2 separate regions of the Oncorhynchus mykiss genome follow, and region 2 is linked to region 1. The links are chromatin contacts, called in public Hi-C maps. All regions are on one chromosome and are shown on one strand. The core of a region is the stretch at or near the end of the contact, and the rest is flanking DNA. Distances in the headings are between cores, read along the strand shown.

What was found. A called contact is a pair of places that touch in the nucleus more often than the background predicts.
Region 2: a Hi-C map of blood shows a contact between it and region 1, with 3 times the contacts expected there. A contact is called at or near these places in 2 of 3 Hi-C or Micro-C datasets (blood and liver).

The regions. Positions count from the first base shown.
Region 1 is chr17:78,745,924-78,749,410 of USDA_OmykA_1.1, forward strand. It overlaps LOC110494637 (forkhead box protein J3), which reads left to right and starts at 1,915. Exons shown (of 11, transcript XM_021569877.2): 1 at 1,915-2,142. It also overlaps the pseudogene LOC110493264.
Region 2 is chr17:78,921,652-78,925,138 of USDA_OmykA_1.1, forward strand. LOC110493265 (PR domain zinc finger protein 2) reads left to right here and starts at 1,919. Exons shown (of 4, transcript XM_036948224.1): 1 at 1,919-2,998. The coding sequence starts at 2,974.

The sequences.
Region 1 (3,487 bases), core at 665-3,164:
CTGGCCAATAAAAATAAAAGATTAAGATGGCCGAAAGAACACAGACACTGGACAGAGGAACTCTGCCTAGAAGGCCAGCATCCTGGAGTCACCTCTTCACCTTTGACATTGAGACTGGTGTTTTGCGGGTACTATTTCATGAAGCTGCCAGTTGAGGACTTGTGAGGTGTCTGTTTCTCAAACTAGACACTCGAATGTACTTGTCCTCTTGCTCAGTTGTGGACCGGGGCCTCCCACTCCTCTTTCTATTCTTGTTAGAGCCAGTTTGCACTGTTCTGTGAAGGGAGTAGTACACAGCTTTGTACAAGATATTCAGTTTCTTGGCAATGACTCTCATGGAATAGCCTTCATTTCTCAGAACAAGAATAGACTGATGAGTTTCAGAAGAAAGTTATTTGTTTCTGGCCATTTTGAGCTTGCACTCGAATCCACAAATGCTGATGCTCCAGATACTCAACTAGTCTAAAGAAGGACAGTTTTATTGCTTCTTTAATCAGAACAACTTATTGCTTCTTTAATCAGAACAACAGGTTTCAGCTGTGCTAACATAATTGCAAAATTGTTTTCTAATGATCAATTAGCCTTGATCAACTTCGATTAGCTAACACAACGTGCCATTGGAAGACAGGAGTGATGGTTGCTGATAATGGGCCTCTGTACGCCTATGTAGATATTCCATAGAAAATCTGCCGTTTCCAGTTACAATAGTCATTTACGACATTAACAATGTCTACACTGTTTTTCTGATCAATTTGATGTTATTTTAAAGAACAAAAGATGTGCTTTTCTTTAATAAACAAGGACATTTCTAAGTGACTCTAAACTTTTGAACGGTAGTGTAGGTCCAAGAGGCTTCTAAACAGCTTCTACCCCCAAGCCAAACTTTTTAATGATAGTGTACATAATATCTAAATTACCTCAAATACCTCCTACCACTGCGTATTGACAAGGTACCGGTACTCCTTGTGTGTATAGTCTCATTATTGTTATTTTGTGTTACTATTCCCTTTTCATTTTTTTGCACATTTTTCTTACTTAACACTACATTGTTGGGAAAGGGCTTGTAAGTAAGCATCGTAAAGTCTTCACCTGTTGTATTCGCCGCATGTGACAAATAAAATGTTATTTGATTTAGTCTGATTACATACAAAGAGTCTACACATTAACCTGAAGTGATACAAATGGCAACTGCACAATAACACAGTGACCAGCTACTGTATTGACAGCGTGGTATCTATGTCTCCGTATTTGGCTATAGCTACATTCAACACACAATGTAATTGTAGATCATTTGCTTATTCCCATCACATATTTGTGATGGGAAATATGATTGGCAACCTGTTTGCAGCTCAAGTGAAGCATTTTCAATGAGTACCCACTGGAGGCTCTGTTTTCCAACTGAAAACTGTATGAGGAAGCTGAAACACTGTATATACTGTACTAATAGTGATCAGACATTTTTGATTCCAGCAAAGTATGAATTAACCAAAAATGTCAATATGTCTTATAACATGAACATTACTAAGATAGTGCTCCGTGTAGAAGACTAGATGCTGCTAACAACAGTATAATCTGAAGTCAAGGATAGTAGTCAAATTAATCATTTTTTGCAATTAAATATTACCTTTAGTAGTACTGTCATAACTCCTGTAGTAAGATTATTAATAGCTAAAAACACATTAATTTTATTTTTTATTTTTTTGTTATAATGATTCTGAGTAAATATGTGTTTTAATACTATTATTGTTTTCGTTTTATTAAGTAGTTGTAGCAGAGGCAGAGGGAGAGAGACGGCAGGGAGGGGACTAGTTTTTGTGGCTGTGTACATCGTAGAGTGCAGTAATACAGCCAGTGCAGTTTGCAATCTGCATCGTTCTTGAATTGTGTTGGAAGTAGTTCCGGGTATTTTTGTGTTGCAAACGACAGAGTCCCGGATGTTGGTTGTCGAGAGAAAGGGAAAAGGCGGAGAAGCCGAAGAGGGACGCCACGGGCACATCAGTGAGGGCACAACGGGTCTAATCTAGGACAAACGCCAAGAGAATAGGCACCTGAGGGACTTTCTTGTTGAAGATCAGTTGGAAGAGGAGTGGGCAGTTACTTCAACACTTCCCTGGACAAAGGCAACGACCACATATACCCAGGGTAAGTGAGCTGTAAGAACATGGGAATGGAAGTTGAACTGAGGCCCGTGAAATGGACGACTTTCATGGGGAAGTGAGCTGCACTGAAGTTCTGGGGATTGAGTTCAGAAATCAGGGCCTCTTGTCAGTTATCTTTTTGCTGGGACGGAGCCTATGGGGGCATCATTAGTAACGATCCAGGTAGCTCGTTGCCAATTAACTAACATGATAGCATGGTTAATCATTTTAGCTACGTTAGTTAGCTATAACTCTCTAACTTGACAGCTAGCTATCTAGCGAACGTTAGCTTACGAGCACCATTGATAACTGAGCAACTTTGACAGCTAGCATTCGTCTTCCATATCGTCAATTAGCCAGTTAGCTAGCTACCAAGTCATGTTGTAAAGAGAACCGAACCTCTTTTTACATGGTGTGTTGCTAGCTATAATGTTAGCCAGCTGTTTATCCTTGCTACTGTAACGTTAAGTGGCAAACGTTAGCTAATTTGGGAATTTTCAGGTTAGTCCAAACTGTCACACGCTCTGTCGTTAGCTTGACTGGTTGGTCAACTTGGTCCCTCACACCTCATTAGCTGTTAGAATGCGGTTCGTAGTCTGTGGGATTCCCCCATATAACGATGGAAGCTAGTATAAAACAATCCAATTGGATGTCTAATAAAAAAACGAATGCATTGGCAAATTGTCACTGGCAAGTTTGGCTACTAAGAACCACGAAAGCACTTGAGGGCAAGGCTGTGTTGATTCAGGTTCTAGTATTTTATTTGCACAATTTTGGAAACTTAATCCCACAAAAAGAGATCAGGTCTGGCTTGTCTTAATCAGCCATTCTTTAAATAGCAGCTACAGTGCTGTCTTCATGCACATGCAGCCCTGAAACTGCTGTTCAAGTTTTTCTGTTTTCAATAATGACTTGAGTAATTTATTTTATTTCACCTTATAACCAGGTAGGCCAGTTGAGAACAAGCTCTCATTTACAACTGCGACCGTGCCAAGATAAAGCAAAGCAGTGTGACAAACAACAGAGTTACACATAAACAAACGTATAGTCAATAACACAATAGAAAAATCTATGTACAGTGTGTCCAAATGTAGAAGAGTAGGGAGGTAAGGCAATAAATAGGCCATAGTGGTGAAATAATAAAAGATGTAGCATTAACACTGGAGTGATAGATGTGCAGATATACAGGGGTGCAAGAGGATAAATAACAGAATGGGGGTGAGGTGTGCTATTTACAGATTGGCTGTGTACATGTACAGTGATCGATCGGTAAGCTGCTCTGACAGCTGATGCTTAAAGTTAGTGAGGGAGATATATGGTTTTTTTTTGCACTTCGTTCCAGTCATTGG
Region 2 (3,487 bases), core at 669-3,168, 180 kb after region 1:
TTTGGTTTGGGATTTTCCTCCACTCTTTTCCCCAGGTGTCTGGGCCTCGAGGCTAATCCCTAAAGGCAAGAGGTTCGGCCCGTTTGTAGGAGAGAGAAAAAAGAGGTCCCAGGTGTCCAGCAATGTTTACATGTGGGAGGTGAGCAGCAGAGGATAGAGCAATAGCCTCAAAGATCTACAGTACCTTCACAGACATCTAGGTTGTAAACATCACAGGCACAGCACACATATTATATATGCTGTTATCCGTTTTCATAACATTATCATCCAGATAACCAATCTGTCCTCTGTAGGTGTATTTTCCAGCCAGGGGCTGGATGTGTGTGGATGCTAGAGACCCCATGAAGGGGAACTGGCTACGGTATGTAAACTGGGCACACTCCACTCAAGAACAGAACCTTTTCCCCATGGAGATCAACCGAGCCATTTACTACAAAGTGTTACGGGTAATTCAGACATGAAGTCTCACTGGTAAAATGTTATTCTCTAAACATTTGAGCATTAAAGCAGAGTGATGGTTTTCTATTTAGGCATGTGAATGCAAGAGTACTGGCTATTTAGCGTTCAATCTTCTCTGTGTAACATTTGGGATAATGTGCCAATTTGTAGTACAACGCATTTCTCATTCCTGGATTGAGGTACGTTTTCCCGAGCCATATCTCACGCTGGCTCCGCAGCGTCTTAATCTACACAGGGATTCTGTCCGACCCTAGTGCAGATGTAAGCAAGCGGTCGGATCTGCTGGCTAGTATGGGGGTTATTCTCATTGAAGCCAAATGAGAGAATTGTGGTAAACTTTTTTAAATAATTCATGCAAAATACAAATTTGTATTATGCTGTCTCTGCTATACTTGGGTATAATAAACCATTTATAAAGGAATTGACAAAAAAAAAATACATAGTTTGCCATCTACAGCTACTGAAATGTCAGGACCTAACATTCTTGTTGGACTTGACAGGCACAACAAGAGCCCAAGTATTTCATCCTGTCTCTCAGCAAACCTGTCTCTGATTTGTTCCCATTCTCCTCTTTTCTTGTAACAGCCAATAGGACCCGGGGAAGAGTTGCTGGTGTGGTACAATGGGGAAGACAACCCTGAGATAACAGCTGCATTAGAGGAAGAAAGAGCCAGCAATCTGAACAAGAAAAATTCACCCAGGGCAAAGCGAGGTAAGGCGTACACCCCTAAAATTCTAATTTCTCTATTACATTTTGCAGTACATATTTACCAAGCTCTTCGATACGATAGCTGGCAGTGGGTGGCAGAAGTCGAAGGAAATTGTCCTTACGCCCATTCGAAGTTGAATTCTTGATAGCATGCTAGCTAGCTAGCTTCGCTAACAGTACAGTGAGGTGTAACTAACTAGATGCAGTAATTTTCCTTTCCAAACTTTCTATCTCAAATGTAGTTTTATGTTACTGTTAATTCATAAAGGTTGATTGCAGCTAAATTGGTAGCTATTATGTAACAACACAGACAGCACGATACTGTCAACATTGGCTTGTCGGATAAATAAGTTAGCTACCTAACGTAAACGTCACCACGAACCAGCCACCGAGTTTTCTGGGATGTGTGTGACCTTTCCAGACTAGCAACTTATTTGCGAGCCACGTTATTTGATCCGTTGATCCATTTGCTACTTACCTATATTTAAGAGGTATCCAATTAGCTAGTTATGTTACAGGACTTGCAGGTTAGGGATTGCATAGTCTGATCGGTTTGTTTCACTCTGCTGTCAATTCAGCTCGGGTAGCTAGCTCGCGAGCTAACAGGCTAGGTCAAGCACGGGCGTGCTAGACTGCAAAGTGCTGGTTTTTGTGTTCAGAAAATAACTTAAACAGTTGCCGTTGTGGTAAAGGGATGGTAGATTACTCGAGGTATGTGTCATACATGTGCTGTAAACCCTTAGCTACATCTAGTTAGCTACCTGGGTACGTGTATCAGTTTTGTCTGTGCCATCGCTGGGAATATGCCTGCCCTGAAATGAAACACCCTTTAATAATGTTCGACGTAACAAACACGATTTAGCTGAACGGTATAGGTTTCTTATACTTTGTCAAATGTTCATGTTTCCCAGGTAAGTGAGCTCCATTTTATTTGGCATCGGGACTGTAGCTACTAGCTAGCTAGTCAGCCAAAGTCAATGCAAAGTTGAGGTAATGTAGTGCTGCAGACTAGGCCCAGGATGCATGTAGTTGCACAAGTTCTGTAGTCCCACCCTTCCTTTCTCAACAATACCAAATCTTAAAATCGAGTTGCATTTTGCATAATAATTACCTGCTAGAATGAAATTCATACTTTTTTTCCCTCTCTCTTTGAAATTGACCTCGGGTTTTCCTTTCAATATGAATGACTGTCTATGATTGTCAAGTTTGTTGTAGGCCTATCTATGCATTCAACCCCGGTCTGTTTTTAATTTGCACTGATTTATTGACTGAATAGTGATCGGGAGACGCATAGGGCGGTGCACAATTGGCCCAGCGTCGTCTGTGTGAGGGGAGGGTTTGTCCGGGGTAGGCCGTCATTTTAAAATAAGAATTTGTTCTTGTCTAGTTAAAGGTTAACTAAATAGTCACGTTCACACCAATGCCCAGGGCTAAAAGAGTTTTTATCCCAGGGCAAAACTGAAACCACACGGATTACGTTAATTTGCGTGCGAGTAGAGCGTCAATTAACATGCACTAAGTAGTTTATGCCAATGTAATTGTCATGAAAAGCCATAATAAGCAGTTCTATTTATGTTTGCTATGTAGCCCTTGTGAATTATTGTGTTCATTTTGACTCACATTATGTCCCACGGGAGCCACCGTACCTGCCTCCTGTTATGTTGGATCACGAACAGGAGCGTTGTAACGTTAGTTAATACACCCTAGCAGTTTTTAAAGAATGTAGCTAGTCTGGTTATTTATACATAACTGTATTCTCTCTTGAACGGAGTTCGAGTTTCCCAGTCGTAGCCTGCCTAGGCTATATGTCTGTGCTTGGCATCAACAAAGGTAGGCATAAAGTTATTGCTTTCAAATATGTATTATTGTCACTGGCAGCTAAACTTAACACAAAATAGACACTTTCTAACTAACTTATACATGTCACAATTCCAGACGTAACAATGCACAAACGGTCTTTTGTGGCGTTTTATATGCTCGCTGTACCGGAATTGCTTCACGTAGATGCGGGGGGAAAAATAGACTTGCGTTCTAATGTGAAGTGCATGACGGCATTGACGCTCGCGGCCTGTCTGTTTTCTCTCATTCACTACGGTGCATTCTAATTCCAGCGTTTTCACACTCATAAAAAAAGTGGTCTTGCTGGCCCTGCTCCAGAGCAGGGTGGCACCGACTTTGCAGGGCTAGTCAATCAGTGTTCCATTGTCTCCTAATTTGAATATTTTACTCCAGAAAAGTGACGGTTGGTTTCAGGCAACTCTGTTTGTGTGGACACAGGCTTAGCTTGCCCACGACCAGTTTTTGCCTGGGACTAAGGAT